5 separate regions of the Mus musculus genome follow, and regions 2, 3, 4 and 5 are each linked to region 1. A link is a contact called in public Hi-C, HiCAR-type and promoter capture Hi-C data. All regions are on one chromosome and are shown on one strand. Each heading gives the region's core, a stretch centred on a gene start, on an enhancer-like site or on the middle of the called end of the contact. The rest is flanking DNA. Distances are from core to core; before and after follow the strand shown.

What was found. Promoter capture Hi-C pulls out the DNA fragments that hold promoters and counts their contacts. A called contact is a pair of places that touch in the nucleus more often than the background predicts. HiCAR-type assays count read pairs that join an accessible place to other places.
Region 2: a contact with region 1 is called in a promoter capture Hi-C map of pre-B cells. The contact joins the enhancer-like site here to the promoter of Gca in region 1. A contact is called at or near these places in 7 of 39 promoter capture datasets (the 3T3-L1 cell line, the C10 cell line, embryonic stem cells and 4 more) and 1 of 9 other capture datasets (liver).
Region 3: a promoter capture Hi-C map of pre-B cells shows a contact between it and region 1, with 10 times the contacts expected there. The contact joins the promoter of Tbr1 here to the promoter of Gca in region 1. A contact is called at or near these places in 9 of 39 promoter capture datasets (the C10 cell line, cranial neural crest, embryonic stem cells and 3 more), 1 of 15 datasets of contacts at CTCF or cohesin (large pre-B cells), 9 of 115 datasets of contacts at active chromatin or transcription factors (astrocytes, embryonic forebrain, embryonic midbrain and 4 more) and 3 of 9 other capture datasets (adipose tissue, liver and macrophages).
Region 4: a Hi-C map of cortical neurons shows a contact between it and region 1, with 4 times the contacts expected there. The contact joins the enhancer-like site here to the promoter of Gca in region 1. A contact is called at or near these places in 7 of 39 promoter capture datasets (the HPC-7 cell line, cranial neural crest, frontonasal cranial neural crest and 4 more), 32 of 484 Hi-C or Micro-C datasets (the AML12 cell line, the BV-2 cell line, Sertoli cells and 19 more) and 5 of 115 datasets of contacts at active chromatin or transcription factors (acute myeloid leukemia, astrocytes, embryonic basal ganglia and 2 more).
Region 5: a contact with region 1 is called in a HiCAR-type map of astrocytes, with 3 times the contacts expected there. The contact joins the promoter of Kcnh7 here to the promoter of Gca in region 1. A contact is called at or near these places in 3 of 39 promoter capture datasets (the 3T3-L1 cell line, cranial neural crest and hippocampal neurons), 1 of 484 Hi-C or Micro-C datasets (embryonic stem cells) and 3 of 115 datasets of contacts at active chromatin or transcription factors (astrocytes, embryonic forebrain and forebrain).

Annotation. Positions count from the first base shown.
Region 1 is chr2:62,663,045-62,665,620 of GRCm38.p6, forward strand. Gca (grancalcin) reads left to right here and starts at 1,283. Exons shown (of 8, transcript NM_145523.3): 1 at 1,283-1,415. The coding sequence starts at 1,389.
Region 2 is chr2:61,685,384-61,687,959 of GRCm38.p6, forward strand. No RefSeq gene overlaps it. Among named protein-coding and RNA genes, the nearest start is that of Psmd14, 25 kb to the right of the region's middle. Within about 2 kb of position 1,283, at least 5 of the 459 cell types and tissues checked have an H3K27ac peak or open chromatin away from gene starts, as enhancers often do. A contact at or near this core is called in pre-B cells, where this site is marked.
Region 3 is chr2:61,803,148-61,805,723 of GRCm38.p6, forward strand. Tbr1 (T-box brain transcription factor 1) reads left to right here and starts at 1,306. Exons shown (of 6, transcript NM_009322.3): 1 at 1,306-2,252. The coding sequence starts at 1,561.
Region 4 is chr2:63,453,161-63,455,736 of GRCm38.p6, forward strand. No RefSeq gene overlaps it. Among named protein-coding and RNA genes, the nearest start is that of Gm23503, 22 kb to the left of the region's middle. Within about 2 kb of position 1,286, at least 35 of the 459 cell types and tissues checked have an H3K27ac peak or open chromatin away from gene starts, as enhancers often do. A contact at or near this core is called in cortical neurons, neural progenitor cells and ventral hippocampal neurons, where this site is marked.
Region 5 is chr2:63,182,983-63,185,558 of GRCm38.p6, forward strand. It overlaps Kcnh7 (potassium voltage-gated channel, subfamily H (eag-related), member 7), which reads right to left and starts at 1,305. Exons shown (of 16, transcript NM_133207.2): 1 at 1,020-1,305. The coding sequence starts at 1,095. Gm34110 (a long non-coding RNA gene) reads left to right here and starts at 721. Exons shown (of 3, transcript XR_866371.2): 1 at 721-1,320.

The sequences.
Region 1 (2,576 bases), core at 33-2,532:
TAATCTTAAATTTGGATTAGTGTCGCAATTACAGACAACACTTCCTAAGCACTTTGCATATGCAGTTTGTCAATTAGAATACAGCTTTGCATGGATTTCTTCTGCTAAGAGAATCACCTGCTACCTACTGAGTCACACTCTCATTTATTTTATCAAGCAGGTTTTTATTCTACTTCTCTTTGAATAGATCCCAATATTAGCTAAAGAAATAGCTACTGCTGCAGAAACTGCCACTTTCTCAATAGTAGGGTGGATACTAGCAACTTGCATCTTTCTGCCTCTTCTGATAAAATTGTTTCACAAGGTTCAACACGTTCTTCCGGCTGTAGTACAGCAGAGCGATTGTTAAATTACTCAGGGCTGCAAGGCTGATTTCCTCTGTCAATACTTAACAGTTGTTGATGGGCTTAGTTTTTAATATTAGCTCTTTTCTTTTTCATAAAGAAATCAAAATGGTATCCCTTTTGTTTATAAGTTAATTCCAAAGCTTCCCTCTTCTTCTGAATTCTAGACTTGGAGAAACAAAATTCAGGAATTTCAGAGAAAAGCAGGCTTGTCCTTCCTTTTTGCAAAATGATAAAAACCAAGATGTTCTCTTGATGTTTATAATCAGATATAATCATGTATTAATAGTTTTCTCAAAAGTTGAATCACTGGTAAAGTTACTAAATACTATGGAGGACACCATGTAAGCAATGTAAACAATATTCTAAAAAGCAGATGTATTTTTTGTTCAGTATTTGGGACATACAGATTTTAAAAATCTCTTCAAAAATCAAATTCAATAGATATCCTGTATTTTTATTTGCTATTTTTGGCAACTGTGGCCACCATTTATCTATAAAACTACAAATAGCCTTTCTCACATTAGGTATCAAGTGTGGCAGGCAATAGCTATGGTGGTCATGGTTTTGAAACTCTGATCCTGCATCCACACGACACAGAACCGTGAGTAACTACAAAGTTACAATTATCTGGTCCAAAGGAAATACGGATAGGCTACAAGAAGTCATCACCTGGTGGGTTTGGGGTTTCTACTGAGAAAAGTAACTCTAGGAGTTGATGGCCTGGAGAAGCTCTCCTTGGAGGGTGGGGAAATAACTGTGGAGGAGGCTTCTGGTAAGAACTCGAAAGAACCAGTAAGAGAGATGGACTGGAATCCAGGAGACAGGCTGCAGCCAATCACAGGTGAGATGGGCGGGGCTTGCTCTGGCAGGGGTGGGCCTGTGGTCGGGGGCGGGACTCCAGGCAGAGCCGGCTCACCGGAGCGGAGGTGCGCGGCACTGCGCTCGGACCTTCCGCACCTGTCGCACGCACTTGCGCTTTCCCCGCTCTAAGCCGCGCTGACGCTGACTTACTGGTGACGCGTTACTTTCGATCGCCTGGTCATGGCCTACCCGGGATACGGAGGGGCGGTAAGTCCTCGCGAGCTGTGGCGACCCCGCGGGCCGCATCACCATGCGGAGTTCACCCTGTGGCCCTGGCAGTGACCTCTGGTACCAGGCGACGCCGGGACACCGTAAGGTGCTAGAAGCTAGGGCTGGGCGGGGCCCTGCGCCCAGGGGAGAACCGCGAGCTGGAGTCTGGTCCAGAGCCTCAAGAAACGTCCTTGTCCAGGCGGTGGTGTGAAGTGTTTGTGCTTTCTAGATTTTGTTTATAGAGTGGAGGAGCAAAAGACCATGTCTTGTTCCATTTACCTTTTGTGATTTATCCCCAACTTAAGTAGTTTTTCTAGTTATCTTTTTACCACCATATCTTGTCTTTTAAGTTGCTTATGAAAAAAAAAATTGAGATGTACGTTCAGTGCCTCCTAAACTTTTCTTTTTCTATAGTACCAAGCGCGACCGGATTTTCTAGACTTTGCTTTTGGAGGGGTTCGGCTGTTCCCTCTTCTGTAACCTTAATCCTCAGTACCTCTGAGAGTTTCAAGTCATTATTGCAACCTGTGGGTAGACCCTTCCTCTTTCGAAAGAAGCTAAACTTTCACTCCCCTCATCAATGTTCTGCCCAGTGAGGCCGGCTATGTAGTGTGGCTGGGCAGTGGTCACTGCAGTGCTGGCAGAAGAGAGCAGATTTCCTAGGCCTGTTGCTATTTGTTGTTCCCTAAAAAGAGACATTAGTGTTTTGTTACAGATAGGTGTAGACATTGACATGTGATTATGGGCTTCAAAAAATAATCCCTACCCTTGGGAGTAAGTGATTAGCTTAAAAAGTAATTTTTCAGTTCTAGGCCTTCAGCTTCAATACACACTTTACTGAAACTGGTTTGCTTGTAGTTACTTGCTTGAATTCCAGCTAGCATTGTGCACTTTCAAATATATACTCCTCATTAGTCATTTAAATGGACTGAGAACGTCCTTAAGGTAATGTTATCAGTCCACCTTTTAATACTTGTTATATTTAGTTGTTATATTAAAAAAAAATAGAAAGTAGTTTTTGCTAGGAGATACACCTTTGTCTAATAAAGTATATATTTCACGGGATGCATTTCCAATAAATTTTCATTTGTTTAATGATTATTTATCAGAGATAGCTGAGGATGTAGCTTAGTTGGTAGAGTGTTTCCCCTGGGTTGG
Region 2 (2,576 bases), core at 33-2,532, 980 kb before region 1:
GGTGGATGGGCTGTGGCGCCATTTCTGAGCTTGTTTCTACCAAAGATGCTTCCATGGTGCTTAAAATTCAAGTTACATACCCAGCGGATTGTATCTAGCACACTTGGTTATGGATGTATTGTCTATCTGTAGTTAAATGACACAGACTTTCACTTTCTTAAACTGCAAAGGAGGAGACATTATTTTGTGTTCCATCTGAACCTTGGTCTACTTTTCTTTCTTCAGGGAGTATGATATTAAATTTCCTTGGTTAAGTGGTCTTTTAGTAATGTATCAAGCCACCAAAGTGGGTTTCCCTCAAGATGAGATGTACTTTAAAGACTGTGAGTTATCTTACACATCACTTTTTACTGTGACAGAGACTCATGGCTACGTTCTACGCTATACTGAGTGTGTCTCTCATCGTCTCATTTTTAATGTTGTGAGAGGAGGTGCTTCTCCACCGTAGGCTTTCTAATTATTTGAGGTGGGTCTTCATTTCTTTAAAAATAACGGCTATTCGGGTTTGAAAAGCAGCTACTGTGTAAGCAGCCTGACTTAGACTGACAAAAGCAAGAAAATTCTGGATCCATAATTCACCTTCCACCCCTTGACCTCACAAACCGCCATATTAGCGTGATCACACCAAAATACCAGCTTGTGTTTACAGTTGCAGTCCTCCTGACGGCGGACGGGCGCGTGTACTCGAGCACTCGCTCTGTGTGCACTCAATAGGATCACGATCCGGAGAGCTGAAAATGTAAACACAAGCTGGTATTATGGTGTGACTGGCGGTTTGTGGTTCTTTGTTTGAATACTTAAAAAATGGGCACCCTGGCAAGAACAAAAGAGGCAGAAAGCAGAACTGCTCTTAAATGGCTTCTCTCATCTTTGTCCCTCCTCAGGTAGACCCAAAATAACATATTCATTTCACGGGGTCCCAGGAACCATGTGTTTTTGCCTAGTTGGCTACACTTCAATGCAACAGTTTTGTTTTCAAACGCAGGCCTTTAGTACTGTGCGTTTGGTAGCTTTAGGTGATGTTCTGAGTACCCTAGAATACTGTACCTCTCTGATTATTATTTACGTCAAAAACTCCATGTTTTAAATTCATCCCAATGTTTGATGTTTAATCAAAAACTCAAATACTGTACTTGTTTTTTTTTTTTTAAACAATACTTGCTAGTTAACAATGGTTCATTTGCCCCAAGAGTGTTGAAGCCAACATCACATACCTAGCCATCTTGCTTAGGCTATTTTGTGTTGAATTAAAAAAGAAGTCGACCACAAGAGAAAATGCAAAGGATTTAAAACTGAACCATAAGTTTTATTTTACTACAGTATCTGGTTGCATAGTTGGCCCATCTGTTTCCTGTGTGGCTTTTGCTATTTCTCCATTTTAATACTAAATACATTTCATCATTGGCTTCACCACAGTGAACTTTGATTCTGAAATTGATTTATACTATGTTGAAGAGATGGAAGAAACATTTCAGGGAAAAAAATTAAGATCTAAAGAATGATGTTTGAAAAAAATATTTTCTGAAAAATGTCAACACACCATAATATGTTTGACTCAGTGGCAATGACATTGTCATGTTTTCTGAGGAACAAAAAACTCCCTTTGGAATTAAGTATACCATTGATTCCAAAAGTCAATAACTAAAGGAACAGTGAGTAGTTTGGCAGATCTCTTTTCTTAAATAAAAGTTACAAATTGATTTTACACCTATTGAAACAACCATTCACCACTGTAAACCTATTTCTGACAACTGTTTCTCTTAGAATTGAATAAGTAATTGAAAAATAAAAGTGATTTTCTCGATTCAGCTGAAAAGTAGTTAATGTAAAGACATAAATAAAATCAAGCTGTGGTCATGGTCATAGACAGTTTTTATGTAGACTTAATAAAAGAATAAGAGCGATCTTTCCTTGGAATGTTTTAATGAAATGCCACTCAACCTGAAACAAGTGGTTTGGAAGTGTTGTCAGTCACTTTAGACCAAAAAGAAATAAGAAATAGCTCTCTTTTTTAAAAGATTTATTTATTTATTTTATGTTAGTGAGTACACTGCGGCTGTACAGATGGTTCTGAGTCTTCATGTGGTTGTTCAGAATTGAATTTTAGGACTTCTGCTTGCTCTGGTCAGCCCCGCTCTCTCCCATCAACCTGCTCACTTAGTCCTTTCTTGCTCTGGCCCAAAGATTTACTTATTATTATACATACGTACACTGTAGCTGACTTCAGACAAACCAAAAGAGGGCGTCAGACCTCATTACGGGTGGTTGTGAGCCACCATGTGGTTGCTGGGATCTGAACTCAGGACCTTCAGAAGAGCAGCTAGTGCTCTTACCTGCTGAGCCATCTCACCAGCCCCAAGAAATAGCTCTTAAGATATCAAATAACTTGCACAAAAATGCTCCATAGTAGCACCTCGCCTTTGAACAGGCCGACAGCTTCCTTTGTTGATTTAAAATGTACTGTGCTTGATCATCAACCTGCCCAACCTCGCTGGTCTTGTCCATCTCGGATCTTTCTTCTCTCTTCCAAGAGATCTCTTGCCAAGACAGCACAAAGAATGGACAAGTTCACGCGT
Region 3 (2,576 bases), core at 56-2,555, 860 kb before region 1:
GGGTTGGCTCTGCTTTTCTGCACCTCTTGCCTTCAGGGTTGGCCATGCCTGGACACAAGCATGAGCTCTGGGTTTATAGATCTCAGGCTCTCTTGGCTCGAGGCCGAAGGCTAGCCGCCTGTGAAAGCAGGTACTAGATCTTTTCTCTCTATACCTCAGAGTTGCTTGGGGCCTCGTATTACTTGTGCCAAAATCTCTTTACATCGATTCTTTTCGCTAATCCTCTTTTAAAAATTACTGGCATGGGTTCTTTTTCTCTCCCTCTGGATTATGTAAACATTACACACACACACACACACACACACACACACACACACACACACACACACACACACCACACCAGTCAGTAAGATCATCGCATTGACACCGCTTCCACTCTGTCTCCCCAGATCAACGCTTCTAGAGAACCCATTTGCACTGGGGACTCAGCCCTCTCTTTTTCCTGGCGAGGCTTATGAACCTGTCACCAAGCCAGTGCCTCGGAAAGGAGGAAGTGCGGTGGGGCTCAAAGGATACATGGCGCCCGCCCCCAGCTAGCTGCTCTTCAGATGATCTGCAACCAAGTTGGCTGATAAAATATTTAGTAACGACCCAGTAAACATGACTGCAAATACATTAAAGCACTTCAGCGCGACAGCTTATGATTATTTCAAAACTTAAAAAGGAGATCATAGATTGTCACTGTTTCTGTACCCCTGCCGGAAACCGAACCTTCCCGAGGTGGGTTGCTGGGTGGGTTAACTGCTTTGCCTCCTCTTCTCCTCTCTTAACGCTGTGGCTTTCAGCGGCAGAGGTTTGTTTATTTATTTATTTACTCGTGTAGTTTAAAGGTGGGGGAGGGGGCGGCAAGGACACGCAATACCGATTCAACAAAGCACAGGCTCAGGTGTGTGTGCTTCTGTGTATTAACTGGAAAAGACAGACTCTGGAAGTTTTACAGGGCGAGAAGAGGCCACCGGCTCGCGCTTTGTATACTTTGCACTTGAAATCGTTACATTCAACTGAATATTTGGCTCATTCAGATCCGAAAAGTCTCCTAGCATCATCGAATTCCCTCCTCCGCCCCTCCTCTCTAAAGAGAGGGGGGGGGGTAAGGAACTGTTTAGTAAATTGCACATCTTTGAATCTTCCTGAAGCAGTGGTCACAAAGCTTAAAGGTGACATAACAGAGCTCACGTAAACCAACACACTTTCCCCACCCCCCAAGCCAACAATAAAATCATCCCCTTCAATTTGCCATGATCGTCGCGACCAGGAGCCAGGTGATTATCCTAATTAATGTCTATCTAATTAAATTACTGTCAGCAGCTAACCAATGGCAAGAGCCGTTTCATCGGCTGCATAAGCAGCAAGATCAAAAGTGAGCCTTTTCTGATTGCTGCATAGTGTCAATTGGCCAATCTCTTCTCCCAGGGAAAAAAAAAAGTAAATCAAACCTTTGAGAAGCATTTGCTGGTTGAAGTGCTTTCTGTCTAGTGAGGGGTCTGTGGATTCCTAGTGTATGATAAACAGGACTTTAAAACCCAGGGACGGGAGGGCCAGCGTTCAGGTTCTAGAGCTATGCAGCTGGAGCATTGCCTCTCTCCTTCTATCATGCTCTCCAAGAAATTTCTCAATGTGAGCAGCAGCTACCCACATTCGGGCGGATCTGAGCTTGTCTTGCATGATCATCCCATTATCTCGACCACTGACAACCTGGAGAGAAGTTCACCTTTGAAAAAAATTACCAGGGGGATGACGAATCAGTCAGATACAGACAATTTTCCTGACTCCAAGGACTCACCAGGGGACGTCCAGAGAAGTAAACTCTCTCCTGTCTTGGACGGGGTCTCTGAGCTTCGTCACAGTTTCGATGGCTCTGCTGCAGATCGTTACCTACTCTCTCAGTCCAGCCAGCCACAGTCTGCGGCCACCGCTCCCAGTGCCATGTTCCCGTACCCCAGCCAGCACGGACCGGCGCATCCCGCCTTCTCCATCGGCAGCCCCAGTCGCTACATGGCCCACCACCCGGTCATTACCAACGGAGCTTACAACAGCCTGCTGTCCAACTCTTCGCCGCAGGGCTACCCCACGGCCGGCTACCCCTACCCACAGCAGTACGGCCACTCCTACCAAGGAGCCCCTTTCTACCAGTTCTCCTCCACCCAGCCCGGGTTGGTGCCCGGCAAGGCGCAAGTATACCTGTGCAACAGGCCACTTTGGCTGAAATTTCATCGGCATCAAACGGAGATGATCATCACTAAACAGGGAAGGTAATGCTACTTTCTTGGCTGCCGCTGTTCCAGGCGTGACCCTGGGCGAACGCACCCAAGTTGTGACCGCCGGGCAGCGACTATGTGGGGTCGGGGAGCGGAGTGGAGAGGCGCTCGGGTGCGTCCTGGAGTTGGCTGGTTTTGGAAAAGGGGAATGTGGAAGGGATAATAACCACCGTGATGTTGGTGGCGGGGAGCCTGCTGTGCCAATGCGGTCGGAGAACCAGTCAGTGGCTAGAGCACGACGGAGAGCCGCGGCCGCTCCTAGGCATTCAGAGCGACGCATCAAAGCTGGCCCGAGCCGACAGGTGGAGAAGCAGGCCG
Region 4 (2,576 bases), core at 36-2,535, 790 kb after region 1:
TGTGTCAAGCTTTGAAAGGCAAACTGAATTTTGTGACAAAAATAGAATGGTGTACATTAGCAGAGCCCTCGGTTGGGAGCCCATATAATTGAAAGAGAATCCATGGTAAGGATGAATTAATTGGCAAGGTAAAGCTTGAAGGACAGAAGGTGGTTTTATGTACTTTCTTTTTCTTCTCAGAGATCTTACTATGGTTGAAGGAGAGAAAATAATGTATGCATATGGTCCTTCGACTTTGTGATCGGGACTGTGGGCAACTGAATTTTTATTTCATTGATTATTGCTTCCTTCAATTGTTAGAAACATGTGAATTAGTAATCATTATTCAGTGATTTGAATAAAGCCCCACTAATGTGTAGCATTTCTAGTAATGGAAATTTTGTAGTGCAGTAGTGGAATTCTACTTTATGTTCATACAGAGTTTGCCCGGGAAATTGGGTTACACATAAACAAAGGCCGGCGGTTTGGTGTATTTTGGGGTAAACATCTTCCAGAAATGAAAAACTAAAACCAGGGATTTTTCAAAATATCTTCAGAGAAAAAAAGTGAAAGATAAGAAAAAATAATAACTCAAGGTACCAAGACTTATTTTTACTATGGCATGCTCTTACAATGCTCACAATGTGAACAACTAGCTCTCAGTCATGTTGATAATTCCCCCCCAAAATAATGCATAATAAATTCATCTCTAAATTGTCCCACTGACCAGGAAAGGGGACTGGAGGATGGAGAGAAGAGAGGAAGTGAAGTAAGAATTTTACTCTAAAAACTTTCGAGACAAGGAAGTTCGGAGACATAAAATGGAAGATCTGGGCTTCACTTTTGCTTTTAAAATGTGTGAAATGAGCAAATCCCCACCGACTGAAGGAACCAAAGGAGCCTAAGAACACCCTATGTTCACCAAGAGCCCTCATATACTCTCTGACCCCAGTGATATCTACATGTACAAGGAAACGGTCCTCCATCTTAGGGATTTCAGAAATAGTTAAAGAAATGAAACTGGGTTGGATTTCCATGTTATTTTATTTTCCTCTGTGTTTTAACAAAAGATAGTTACTAATCGGTTTCAGGAATTGAGACTGGGTCCTACCATAACCAAGCTTCATGACTATTGACTTTGAAAATCCAACCAGAGCTTAATTTTCCAGTCAAAATCGGGAAGAATAAGTTTTACTGTGTCGATTTGAGACTTTGTAAAAATAATAAGAGATCAAGTGCATGAGAGCACTGCTCAGATTCAAGGGCGTTTTTCCAATATGAGTAAGTATCCTCACATGCCACTTCAGCCTTCTGCTCTCTACTGTGGCTTTGATACACAAGAGTTTGTTTGCTACATTTCATTGGGGGGGTGGGGGGAGGTCCTTCCAATCTTTCTCCTCCTAAAATTCATTTAACCACACAACTGAAGCTTTCTTGTCTACAATGTCAGAAACATCCCTTTCACTCTGGTTTTTCTCACTCACTAAACATCAAAGATCAGTAAACACACTGTGGCATGTCCGGCTGGGGCTTTACCCTGTTCCAGAAGTAAGTGTTTGGGCGCCATTTAGGGGGTTTCCTTGGCACCGAAACTGGACATGTGACAGACTGAAAAACTCTGTTCAACGCCTACGGTGTCGAACATTCCACATTCTAAAAATGGAGCTGGAAACCATCCCAGATTGTACATCTGCCTCTCTGATTTACACCTCCGGAGATAAGACTGAGCAGGGAAAAGAAGAGAGGCTTTAATGAACTGCTTGGAACTCTTACTGGCTCTGGGGGAGGGGGGGCAGGCAGGGAATGGGATTTTCAGCACACAACAAGACCTAGCAGCAGGGGGGCTGGGTGGTAAACAAACACACAGGCCTTCAATTTCAGTGGTGTCCAAAGGACACCTTGTGTTCTAATGGTGACAATACACCCCTCCCCGTTTCCTAATTAAATTAGTTTATTGACAAGTTCATACATGTATGAAAACATTTTCTGCCTACTACCTCCCCACCCCTTATCTCCCTCCCACCTAATCAGCCATTCTGTTTCCCTCCTTGTGTTTTACCCAGATTCATGACATTTGAATTCCTTGTGACAACCTCCATTTAGTTTAATCAAGGTCATCAGAGAAACAATTTTTGTCTTTCTTATTTTTATCAGCCTTTCTAAAATGTCTCTTATGTCTCAAGTTGGATATTCACAAAATCCTTATTTGTTTATCAAGTGTGGTCCAGGTATGAGTGAGGACTACATTATTGCAAACATTGAGACTTTTGTATTCTTTGACCGTGAATATTAACTCAGGAGAAATAGTACTTTAGTTGGAATCAAATGTTTGCCTAGAAATAAAATTACTAACACTTTAAAATCTGCATTAAAGTGCTGGCAAGAACATATGAATTCTAAGTTGACTGTAATGAAAATGTCCAATGTTTGTATAAAGTAACTTGACACTGTTCTGCCTTAATTAATGGCCTTACTTAGTGAGCTACTTTTGTAGTATAAGGTTTGAAAATAATAATCTGTTACTTGATCTCGGGGACTGACATCTTTAATGTGGAGAACTTTCATGTGGCATATCCTAACTTATAGCATAGCATAAA
Region 5 (2,576 bases), core at 55-2,554, 520 kb after region 1:
ATAGTGATAGAAAACAGTTTTTAAACTTTCTGTTTGGAACAAGCTATAATTTTATGTAATAGATATTTTAATTCAAGTCACATTAGGTGTGATAACAAGTTATATTTGCTATTTCCATAAAGAATATGGAACAGAATAGAGAAGTTAATGTTGTTCACAGGTACCAGATCTTCACATCACTAAGTGCAGTACTGGAGAAACATATAATGTATGCAACATAAATGCACGCTGAGGTAGATTTAGTGCAGAATACAAATGGATAACTACAGGATTTTAAATTATTATATTTATAGAAAATAATTCCTGGTGGCTTGCTTACATGAGTACAGAAATTTTTTTTCTACATTCAATCTCTGTGGGATTTACAGACTGCCCTTCAATTTTTAAATTTCTACACCTTATATTTAGGGAGCGACAAAGAGACACAAATACGGTTTTTCAGTAGTGAGCTGCTTGCACTCAAACCAGTCCACTGCTCACCAAATTATTCTTTTGCGTCTATTTTCAGTTTCCGTACAAAGTTCAGTTTTAAGAGCCAACTAACATCAAGCAAACAGCATCCTTGACATTCCACAGCCCAGCAGTTTACCAGCAGAAAACAGTTTGCATAGCTGTTGGCATCGCCACTACCATTTACATGTTCTTGTTTCCAGCCTATAGTCGGTTCTGCTCCTGACTTTACAAAGTCTGCCACAGAAAAAGCTTTAGAATACAAGCCCATGTTTTACCAGCACGTTCCCTTTAAGGTAGTAGACTAGTAGGGCATGAAGTAGCAAGGCAGATAATGGAGCAGTGGGAGAGGAGGATCAAATTGCCTTGTACAATGGAGTCCATAATATAAAATGTAAATCCAAATTAATATTAGAACACCCCCGCTGCCATCTGAACTGCCTGCCTGGCTTTCCCAGCCTCTAACTTGACAACCTGGAGTTGTCCATCCCTCTAGCTTGGAAGTGACGGACGCCAAGTGCTCTACCAAAGCAGAAAGCGAGCGACAGGGAGAGAACAAACGAACTTACTCTGCCCTTCAAATTTCCGTATGATGGTCCCCAGGAAGGTGTTTTGCGGTGCCACATGCCCCCTGCGAACAGGCATGTTGCCCCGGGTCTTCGCCGAGCGCTCCGAGCTCAGAGTTCTCCCGGGATGTCTCCCGGGCTAGAGCCCAGGCCGGCGCGCAAGCCGCTCTTTGTGGCAGCGCATCTTCTTTGGGGAGCAGAAATCTCTTCCCATTAGCACCACTTCGAGACACCCGCGTTCTCCGCCGAAGTCCAATCCATCCCGCTCACCTTCCGGAGGGGGCCTCGCACCGGCCTGCGTCGAGTGAGAGGCTTGGGGGCGGGGAGGGGAGGAGGCGGGGTGCGGGAGGTGGCGGAGGAGGGCCGAGGAACGCGGGGGGCGGGCTGGGCTGGGGTGGCGGGGCGGGGAGTCACAAGGGCAATCGATCTGTTTCTCTTCTCCCAAACAGCGCCAATTTCTCAGTGCAAATGGGCTTAACCTGGCTGTTGCCCAGAGCCCCAAGGATTGCTGGTGGGCGGGGGTGGGGTAGGGTGGAAGACTTGTGCGCCTTTTGCAGGAAGGGAAAAAAGAAAAGGAGGCAGGGTGGGGGTTGACGTTACTGTCCCCGCCCTCTCCCCCTACACACACACACACACACACACACACACACACACACACACACACACAGCCTTTATCCTGGGAGCTTGGGCGCCGCCAGAGCTCGGGTTACTCAAGCGTGCCTTATCGGAAGGCAGCCAAGAAATCTCCCAAACTCAGTGATAAAACAGCTACTCTGGGAAGGTGATCTCCATGGCCACTAGCCACAGGGCTCCATCCTTAAGGGATTCACACTATGGTAGCTAACACGCCCTCAGTTGCAAAGAAAAGACAGGTGGGAAGCCAGCCCAGCCCTTTAATGAGTGCTTCTAGGCTCTGCTGGCGCTCGGGATGCTGAAGATCGAAGATGAGCCACCTAAGAGTGCAGGTACAATTTCAGGGTTCAGCTCTGACCCTGACACCCTCAGGGGTGGTCTCTGAATAAAGCCAGGACTATCCAAAGCACCGCTGAGCATACCGGGTTTCCCCAAGGGAGTCCCAGAGGAGTTGCAATGATGAGGGTGACTGGGTCTCCCTTGTGCTAGAGGTTGACAGAACGATGTTAAGGCCAAAGATTGTGTAAGCAAATGGTACAAAACAAGCCCAGAGTTTGAAAAGGGTGAGGCTGAGCGCCTGGGAGAAGGAACAAAAGGTGGGTGGGGCTAGGAGTTCCCTGCCTTCAAGTGACCTCCCTTGTTAATTACCTCCTAAACCCAGTAGCCAAATTCCTTCTGTTTTCTCACCTTTGCTAAGGGAGTACTTGCATAAGACAGAGTTCCAAGGGAAACATTGAGACCTCTTCCTTTTAGCTTCACAGAGGCTTCCCATGTGGGAATCTCTTCCTGATTATACATGCACTTTGTTTGGTTCATATGTTCCTGGAGACTTAAGGCAAGCTGTGCTAAGGAAACATCTTTTCAAAGTAGATTTTTCCAGGTTTCTTCTCCTCTCCTCTTACTTCTCTCCCTTCATTTATGTAGTCA